Regions from separate parts of the Mus musculus genome. Here region 1 is linked to region 2. Evidence: chromatin contacts called from public Hi-C data. All regions are on one chromosome and are shown on one strand. Each heading gives the region's core, a stretch centred on a gene start, on an enhancer-like site or on the middle of the called end of the contact. The rest is flanking DNA. Distances are from core to core; before and after follow the strand shown.

Region 1 (4,995 bases), core at 1,567-4,066, 210 kb after region 2:
CTCTCATTATAATAAAATACAAATGATATACTAAATGCTAAACCTAACGACTCCATTTCTATTGCTCACTAGGTCACAGGCATCCCAAGTAACATTCCAAAACATCACCAAATCTTAAACAGACTTCAGAACTAAAATGAAAAATTATTTATTTGATAAGTCATTTTAATAGACAATCCATAAAATAAAAGGCAATCACCATAACACCTGGGTTTATCAGTGGCTACTAAAGGAATAGTTTTACTTAGTAGAAAATATTTACCAGGTATAGAAAGACTGCATTCTTTCTTTGAATTGTTTCAATGAAAATTGAGAGTAGTTTGGTAATTAAAAAGGCAGGAAAGCTCTTCTTACTTTTCCAGTCTAAGAATACAAAAAGAGAAAAAGGCAAAACTGAGTAAACTGTATAAAATAACTAACACTTTAAGGGAATAAAGTCACATACAATAGGGAACTCTAGACTAGTCACCAGGGCACATTTAGCTCTTTTAGGTAGGCATCTCTCTTATGCCCATTCCTTCCTTTACAAAACAAATTTTATAATCTGACCTTACTGAAGAACATGAAGTTAAAGAGAAAGTCCTTGGAGTATATATTTTAAGGTGTACTTTCATGAAGCTGGATAAAAATTGCCTAAAGATTTTCTTTAATAGGCGCATTCTCCTAACCAAAACCAAAAACTCATTTTCATTTTAGCATTCACCGCTCCCAAACTGCAAACATCAAACTGTTTAGAAATGATACAAATAAGTCAATGCAAGTTTTTACTAATTTAAAAATAGTCTTTAAAAAAAACAGATCACATTTTGTATTGGGAAAATAGGGAAGGTCAGTAATAGGCACACATAGTGGGTGACTCTGCACTGCTGGTTGACTGTTACACTGTCTTCAAGTGTCAAGAATCTTCATCAGCAGAGAGCACCAACAGCCTCAACCAGCAAGGGATTAGTACAGGCACTGACTTTCACTTGCCATGTATTTTAATGTCAAGCTCTTTCATAATTAGTTTAACTATATGTTTACATATATTCCTAGTTCATGAAATTCTGAATAAATCTAGTTTAATGGTGCACACAAAATCAAGTGTGGCAGCTGAATTCAGATTGCTAGTGCCTGCATAAAAAAAGCAAAAACCAAACATAAATGGTAGCTCCGTTTGTGACCTAGGTGGATGAAGACGGATGAATTTGGAACTCAATGGCTAGTAAGCCAGTCTAACAAATTAGTGAGGCACTGTTTCAAAAAATGAGGGGAAAGTGACTGAGGAAGATACTCAATATCATCCTCCGGCCTCCATAGGCATGGACACGCACACACATACACAAACATGCATTTATACATACTCTACAGTCACACACATGTTTATTCTAAAAAATTTAAAAGCCAAATATGTAATTAGTTCAAACTACCTTCCTTATTTTGTAGCTTAGAATGTTCAATAAAAATTACTTAGATACATCCTACTAATTATGCTTCTACATGATAGTTATTTTTTAATTACCAATTTGACTGGACTTATAGTTACCTAGGAAACACCTGTATCTCTGAGCATATCTGTGAAGGTATCATGGACTGAGTACTAAAGGAAAAGGAAAGCAAACTGAGCAGGTAGCAGCCCGCCTTTCTGCCTCCTGACTTTGGACACAGTGTGATACATGAGCTCACATACTCTTGCCATAGTTAGAGCTAGTTTCACTGTTCATCATCACCATGATATACTTAGACTGTGAACTAAAACACAGCTTTTTTTGCTAAAGTTGCTTCTATCAGGTATTATGTTATAGCAATAAGAAGAACAATATGGCTACTTGAGTTGCCTATCTGTCTAGAGTATGTCTGACAGTTACATATGTGTATATATTTCAGAATATTTTAAGATGAGTTATTTCATTGCTTCTTATAAAATCTCTATAGCTAGGTAATGTTCTCATTATGTAAACAATGTCTCACACTACCAAGGTAGCTACATGGTGACTTGGGGAGGCCAAGGCACTAACAGTTATAAAAGCCAATGAAACTAAAAATAAAGAACTCAGGCTACACTAAACTGAGCAATTAAGTCTGAATACTTGTTATTTTTTCATGTGGTAAGAGCCTCAAGCTTGAATCATGAAGACTGGATTTAATTATCATACTCTCTAGAATGTTTTCCAGAGTTTTATCCTGTAGTGTCCTTCTAGTCAAGTGTAAGAATTCCCCAAGTGTGGCTGGAAACGCATAAAAATAAGTAGTTTTCTAGTTTTTTTAAGTCCAAAATTTAATTGGAATTTTGGTCATTTGGTGAGAATGGTGAGTATGAGAGATTTGGTGTTGGTGTGTGTTGTTTAATGCTGAAAGAGAGATATCAGCTTATGATCACCTGTAAGCCTGTATAGCAGCAAGAACTCACTAAAATGTTATTACAGGTTGAGCACAAATGAGAAATTAGATTTTTCTTTTTGAAAATGTGATTTCTTTTTTCAGTTCTCTATGAAAATGGAAAACACTTTAAAAATTTAAAAGTATAAACCAAAGATAAAATCCTAAACAAAAAAGATCACTTTACACAAAAAGGGTAGCAAAACATTGACACATGTGAACACACAGAACAAACATGAGCTTTAACATATTCACTAAAAGCCTCCAGGAAGAGAAAAACCCACTCACCCTGAAGGCTACAAACTGACAAGCTCCTTCTGCTATCCACTGGCACAGGAGAGACCTTTTATTCTTTTAGAAATTTTCTCAACTTAAATTGGATGCAAATAAGCCAGGTGTGGTCCTTACAACTATAACACTGCTAGTCCCTGCTGAGTTTCCATAGCAACAGACACAGCTGGTAATGGCTCACCAAAAGTTGTACTGACCTCAGACGGATTTAAAAAGTTTCAATTGTGCAAGCAATTGTGGTATCTTAGTAAAAAAAAAAAAAAAAAAAAAAAAAAAAAAAAACACAATTGTTTTTAAAAATCTATCTTTGCTTGAAGTTTCAAGTAAAATAAATTTCTACTAATCCAAAAGTGACCTCCAGCCTAACAGCAGGGGCTAGTGTGTCTGTTAAATTAGAGGAAGGCAATCATCAAATTTAGGAAAAATGTTTTGACTAAAGAAGTTGAGCTCTTTCTTGTGAGACTAGGCCGGGGCCTAGCAAACACAGAAGTGGATGCTCACAGTCAACTATTGGATGGATCACAGGGCCCCCAATGGAGGAGTTAGAGAAAGTACCCAAGGAGCTGAAGGGATCTGCAACCCTATAGGTGCAACAACAATATGAACTAACCAGTACCCCAGAGCTGCATATGTATCAAAAGATGGCCTAGTTGGCCATCACTGGAAAGAGAGGCCCATTGGACTTGCAAACTTTATATGCCCCAGTACAGTGGAATGCCAGGGCCAAAAAGTGGGAGTGGGTGGGTAGGGGAGTGGGGGGGGGGTATGGGGGACTTTTGGGATAGCATTGGAAATGTAAATGAGGAAAATACCTAATATATATATATATATATATATATACACACACACATACATAAAGAAGTTGAAAAGAGAAAAAAAATTAAGTCAATATTTATGGGAGTAAGGGTGGGGTTCCCTTAATGTAGTAAACAGCACCCAGAGAGACTAACAGTTTATTAAAGTTCTGAATTAAAGAATGTGCCTCGTTTCCTTAAATTAATGTGCTATGGCTGTTCTTTGGCCTAATTAAAGTGTTTGTAGTCATAGAGATAGTAGCTGGGTCAGCACTATCATCAACACCAACTTAGAATATAAATTCTTGGGTCCTACATCAGATCTACTAAATTAGAAACTCTAAGGGCGGAGGTTCCAGAAATATGTTCTGAAATCAATTCTCTATAAGATTCTGAACAGTGTAAAGTGTGAACACTGATTTACAGCGTCAAACTTCAGAGAGATATGTGAAAAACTGCAGGGATTTATTCTACTCTTTGGAATCCGAGTGAGAGTAATAGAATAAAATCTAAGGAGCTTACTAGCCTTCTGAAAGGAGTCTGCTGGCTGGTATCCTCTGTCTAAAGAAGATGCAGAGTATCAAGTTGGGCAGGTCTGTTTCTGTTACATGCAACATTACCAAGGGGTAACCAAGAGTCTTTATTATACAAGGAGAGGAGAGTCTTGAACCCAGGCTAACTCACTCACTATCATTCATATTCATTTCCAACCATCTAGGTCTTCACACCCAGGGCAGAAAATTTAACCATTTATCCTTTCATAAAAACAAATTTTCCAAGACAGAAAATGTTTATATGGGGAAGAGTATAAAGTCTGAGCCACAAACTTTAACATCCTTCACTGCTGAATTCTTTAAAAACATAAAAGTATGCATTTCTTTAGTATCTAATTTATTAGATACTGTCTTGATGTACTAAAACTTTTTAAAAACATATTTCTAATGGGTAACATTTCAAAGAACTAGGCTAGCAGCATGAAAGCTATCATAGACATACTAAAATAGTTAATGGAGAAAAAAGCCTCTAGTTAGCTCAAACACATCAGATGTTAAAAATGATGGACTCAACAAGCTGCGCTGGCTAGTTTTATGTCAACTTGACATACAGAATTATCTGAAGGAGGGAACCTCAGTTGAGAAAATGCGTCCATAACACCCTGCTGAAGGTCATTTTCTTAATTAATGATTGATAAGGGAGGGCCTGACCCATTGTGGGCGGTCTCATTCCTGGGTTCTATAAAAATGACTGGGAAAACCATGATGAGTAAGTCACTAAGCAGCACCCCTTCTGCATCAGTTTGAGTTTCTTCAGTGATGGACTATGATGTGGAAGGGTGAGCCCCTATCTTCCCCAACTTGCTTTTGGTCATGGTGTTTCATTACACCAAGAATAACCCTAATTAAGACACCAACGAGGTCATTTTGTGAAATTGCTAAGTGCTTTCAGTACTATCCCATAAAATGTACTTTAAAAATTTGGGGACTAAAGATGTACGCTCAATAGTAAAGCACTTGCCTATTATGTACAAGTCTTGGGTTCAACTCCAGCATGA
Region 2 (5,092 bases), core at 1,809-4,308:
TAGTGCTTCATTGTGTAAATGCACCACATTTTCCATATCCGTTCTTCTGTTGAGGGACATTTGGGTTCTTTCCAGCTTCTGGCTATTATAAATAAGGCTGCTATGAACATAGTGGAGCAGGTGTTCTTATTACCAGTTGGAACTTCTTCTGGGTATATGCTCAGGAGAGGTATTGCTGGATCTTCCGGTAGTATTTGTCCAATTTTCTGAGGAACCTCCATACTGACTTCCAGAGTGGTTGTACAAGCTTGCAATCCCACCAGCAGTGGAAAAGTGTTCCTCTTTCTCCACATCCTCCCCAGCATCTGTTGTCACCTGAAGTTTTGATCTTAGCCATCCTGACTGGTGTGAGGTGGAATCTCAGGGTTGTTTTGATTTGCATTTCCCTGATGATTAAGGATGTTGAACATTTTTTCAGGTGCTTCTCAGCCATTCGGTATTCCTCAATTGAGAATTCTTTGTTTAGCTCTGAACCCCATTTTTAATGGGGTTATTTGAATTTCTGGAGTCCAGCTTCTTGAGCTCTTTGTATATATTGGATATCAGTCCCCTATCAGATTTAGGATTGGTAAAAATCCTTTCCCAATCTGTTGGTGGCCTTTTTGTCTTATTGACAGTGTCTTTTGCCTTACAAAAGCTTTACAATTTTATGAGGACTCATTTGTCAATTCTTGATCTTACTGTGCAAGCCATTGCTGTTCTGTTTAGGAAAAAAATTCCTTAATTTTTTATTCCTGGTACCACTACCACAATTTACAGGACAATATGCCTGATGTAATGAAGAGAAAGGTACTGTTGTACCAGATAAAAGGCCTCGGGGATATACATCTAATTGACACTACATTGCATTAATAAACAGCTGCACATTTTGCAAACTACACTATGATAGACCTAAGCTTCCTGTTTAAGTTGCAGTGATGTTTCTGACTATGGATCATCGCTCCCTCTGTGGCAGACTTTTACAGTTCCTCTAAGGCATGCGGAACAACTATCTCAAAGTAACCTATGGCTTTCCTGACAACCCCTCACTTTCTCTCCTGCTAAGAACTATAGCCCTTTTCTACTGTTTGTAAAACCTTCTGCTACCAAGTCCACCACTTCTACCATCAGACCTATAGCCACTGCCATGGGGACTGCCTGAGCTTCTTCCACCAAAACTAACCCACCCCTGGATCCGTGCCATTATCCACTCTAAGTTCCAAAGTCATTATAGTTCCTACCACCACCACCACCACCACCACAGTCACCTCCACCAAAGTTCCCTCCATTGTAACCGTTACATCCTCCTCCACCACCTCGGTCTCCATATCCTGGTCCACCACCATTGCCTCCTCTACTATTGTAACCATGACCACCACCACAGTTACCACCATCACCTTCAAATCCTTTATATCCACCATCACCACTTCTGTAACTACCTCTGCAGCCACCATCTCTGCCACCATAGCCTCCTCTTCCACCAAAGTTTCCACCAAGACCAAAATTGCCTCCAAAGTTTCCTCACTGACCCACAAAGTTGCCACATCCTCCTCCCCAACCCTCTACGATCCTGCAGACTGCATCTCTCCTTCGCAATTATGCCCATTGACAGACTCTTTGTGGTCAGCAGGTGCATCTCTTGTTTAGAAACAGCTCTTTCCACTTCACAATTACACCCATTGACAGTGTGGTATTTCTGAACAATTTTATCAACTCTGCCATGATCATCAAAAGTTACAAAAGCAAATCCTCTTTTTTTCCCCACTCTTTGACTTCTATGATGTAGATGGCTTCTGCCATACTTTTCAAAGTAGTCTCTTAGATTATACTCTTCTGTATTTTCCTTTATACTACCAACATTTTCTTTCACTGTTCAACAAGTACCATGGCTTTTGGCCTCTCTAGAAATGGCGCCTCGGTTCCACCCCAGTCATCAGCTTTGGGAGGGGGGTGGGGGGAACACTCACCGCAGCATCAAGAGATAAGGTCAGGAGCCTTAAGCCTCTGGAACGTCTTGTTGGGGATTCCTCATTATCACACAGTCTCTAATAGTGCCCCGTTTCTCAAAATGTTCTCTTAAGTTATTTGTGGTTCCGAAGCTCAGACCACCAAAAAACAGCTTTCTCAGCTGCTCTGGTTCCTTTGGATCATGGCCTCCATTTTGAGTCCAGACGTGCCTCTTCCAACGCGAATTCCCCTGTTGGTTTTCTTTGGTCCAGTAAAATCCGTGCAGTAGAACACAACCCACTCACTTGCTTAACGGTGGTTGAGTTCACTGGCCCTCTGTGTTCTGAGTCCCTGGCAGGTATGACGTGCTGTGACCCGATGCTTCGGATGGATACTTGTGTGGGCCCACCACAGCATCATGGGATGACACTTCCATTTTAAAGGTTTATTTATTTTTATTTTATGTTTATGAGTGGTTTGACTACCTATGTATGGATACCTTACGCATGTAGTGCTTGCAGAAACCAGACGAGGTTATCAGATCCTCTGGAACCCTCCATGTGGATACTGGGAATCAAACTTGAGTCTCGGCCAGAGCAAAAAGTGCTTTTAACTGCTGAGCCATCCGTACAGCTCCAATACTTCCGTTTTAAGCCAAGAAATATTCTAGGTCGTTTATCTTTTATTCTAGTTTAGATCCTGAAACTGATGTTTTGACAATACTGGTTCTGTCTCTGCACAGACGTCCTTGTTTGGGGAGGCTCCAGCTACAGTCTGGACTGGAGTGTCGAAACATGCCTCACTGCGGAAACCTGCGACTCTGAGACAGCAAACTTCTCCCATCCATGAGTTCACAGATCATTTGCAAGACTGTTGCAAGCTATAGAAACAGCGCCCTCTTGTGACCAGAGCATGCCACACAGTCTCCAGAGAAAGACGCTTCAGTCTTAGAACTGTGGCGATCTCTGCCCCCACAACTCACTCTCATTTTTCTTCCCTTCTCTCTTCCTGTATTTATTTTGAGGCAAGGTCTTGCTGTATAAATATAGAACTCACAAAATAACTCAGGCCGATCTCAGATTCAAACTCATTATCCTCTTGCCTCAGCCTCCAAAGAGCCAGGATCATAGGTTTGCCCCAAGTCTGGCATCCCTCTGTTTCAACAGTGTTCAAAGTAAGACTGGTGACGTAATTCCGAAGCAAGGTTCATTAAAGCATCCGAGAGAGCAGTCAGTCAATCCCAGGGAGGCTACTGTCTCCCTGTTTCCAAAGTAGAGTCTAGACCTGCTTAAAATGTTTAAATGAGCGAGCCACACATTCTCAGGAAATCCATCAAACAAAGATTTATTTCTCTTGACTGGGCTTTTGATAAACGTGACAGAATGCAAACATGCAATCTCTTGATAAAGGCCCTGCTGCTGACAAACAGTAAGATTGCTGTCCTTTAAATAAATGAGAAGGACGAAGGGACAAAACAGCTCAGAAGGTTTAAAAAAAAAAAAAAGGTCCTTGCTGTCGGAGCCTGAAGACCTGGGTTGAGGACCCAGTTTCAACACCTGGTGATCCCATGTTAAACGTTAGAGACAGAAGCCCTCATCTGTAACCCCAACGTTCCGTTTGAGAGATGAGAGCTGGTGACAGAGCTGGCTGGAAGCTCTTAGGCCAGCTAGCTAGGAGTACTCAGCTTCACTCCATCAGAGAACATAAGACAGAGCCTGCATCGATAAGGTGGAAGGAGAGAGCTGTCTCCCCAAAGCTCTCCTCTCGCCGGTCGCGTGCGCTGGCATTTGAGAAAATTATTTACCTAGATGCATGACTCACAGTGCCAACTTCAGAAGAAGAAAACTCAACAGAAGGAGAAAACTAGGCCCAAATCTCCTGTTGGTGCTACTGGAATCTTTTGATACCTCATCTCACAATGTAGCCCAGGCTCGCCTCGAACTTGATAGCCTCCTGCTTAGCCTCTCAGAGAGCTGTAGCTACAGATGCTCCCAGCACGCCTGGCTTCCAAGTCCCTTTGAGAAAAAGAGTCAGTGAATCCTGTAGCTCGTGAAAGAAAGGGAGACATCAAAGGGATTCTCAAACAGCAGTGTTCTGGGACAGCCTTTATTTATTATAGATGCAGCCTCACCCACAGATCTGACGCCATTAATCTGGGCCTGAGGAATCCACCCCCTCCAGAAGGAAGCTGAATTTTCAATAACTGCTCAGGGAATAGTTTAGAAAGGGGATGTTGCCACAGCAAGTCTGTGATGATTTGAGCAGGGTAGAGAAGTGAGATCAGATGCCATTGCTCACAAGGACAAACATCTCCGAGCAAAACGCCTTGATATATGTTTATTTTAAGCTGTGGTTTCTTTCTTTTTAAAAATAGACTATCTTTTATTTATTCTTTGACAATATCATACATGTAAACAATGTATCTTGGTTGTATACATTCTCCCCCCTTCCTTCTCACTACCCCTAGGCATCAGGCACCCCAGCACACCCCCTCCCTACTTCAAGTCCTTTTTAAAAAACTATTGTCTGTAAGAACCAATGTGATTTTAGAGCAAATTGAAGCCACCAGATCCGTTAGGAGTTTATGTGGCCTTGTGTGGTTTGGAAAGCATCGATTGCCTAAGACAAAGGTTCCTCCTTCCTTTTTTGTTACCATATGTGCTGTGCTGTTCAATCTACAAAGAGAGTAGCCTTCGTTTGGGCTACTGCTTAAGATTAGACTCTCTTTGATTAGACCATTCTCTTGTAGACAAGACTTGTTTCAGATTGGACTAGCATCTGATTAGGACAGGAGAGATCAAAACTCTTGTGAGTGAAATGGACCCACTCTTGGAAAATGACCCCAGGAGTTCATTGTTCTTTATTATGCAGCACCTGTTTTTATGTTATGTGTATGAGGGCTCCCCTACATGTGTGTATGTGCACTACATACATACTATGTGCATACCTGGTAACCTCAGTTCAGAAGAGAGCTTCGGAGTCCCTAGAACTGGAGGTAAAATTGGTGTGGTCACCACGCAGATGCTGGAAACTGAACCCAGGTCCTCTGCAAGAGCAGCAAATGCTCTTAACCACCGAGGCACCTCGGAAGGTCTTCCCATGGAGCTTTCTGTTTTCACGGTGCTTCCATATTGATGCCCGTAGCAGGAGGTGATTTTTGTTGTTG

What was found. Hi-C and Micro-C count contacts between places; a contact is called where the count stands out from the background.
Region 1: a contact with region 2 is called in a Hi-C map of neural progenitor cells, with 5 times the contacts expected there. The contact joins two enhancer-like sites. A contact is called at or near these places in 3 of 484 Hi-C or Micro-C datasets (embryonic stem cells, neural progenitor cells and trophoblast stem cells), 1 of 115 datasets of contacts at active chromatin or transcription factors (stem cell-derived neural progenitor cells) and 1 of 9 other capture datasets (liver).

The regions. Positions count from the first base shown.
Region 1 is chr1:165,945,640-165,950,634 of GRCm38.p6, forward strand. All of the region lies in intron 1 of Pou2f1 (POU domain, class 2, transcription factor 1), which reads right to left. Among named protein-coding and RNA genes, the nearest start is that of Pou2f1, 54 kb to the right of the region's middle. Within about 2 kb of position 2,817, at least 14 of the 459 cell types and tissues checked have an H3K27ac peak or open chromatin away from gene starts, as enhancers often do. A contact at or near this core is called in neural progenitor cells, where this site is marked.
Region 2 is chr1:165,733,528-165,738,619 of GRCm38.p6, forward strand. No RefSeq gene overlaps it. Among named protein-coding and RNA genes, the nearest start is that of Gm46168, 16 kb to the right of the region's middle. Within about 2 kb of position 3,059, at least 43 of the 459 cell types and tissues checked have an H3K27ac peak or open chromatin away from gene starts, as enhancers often do. A contact at or near this core is called in neural progenitor cells, where this site is marked.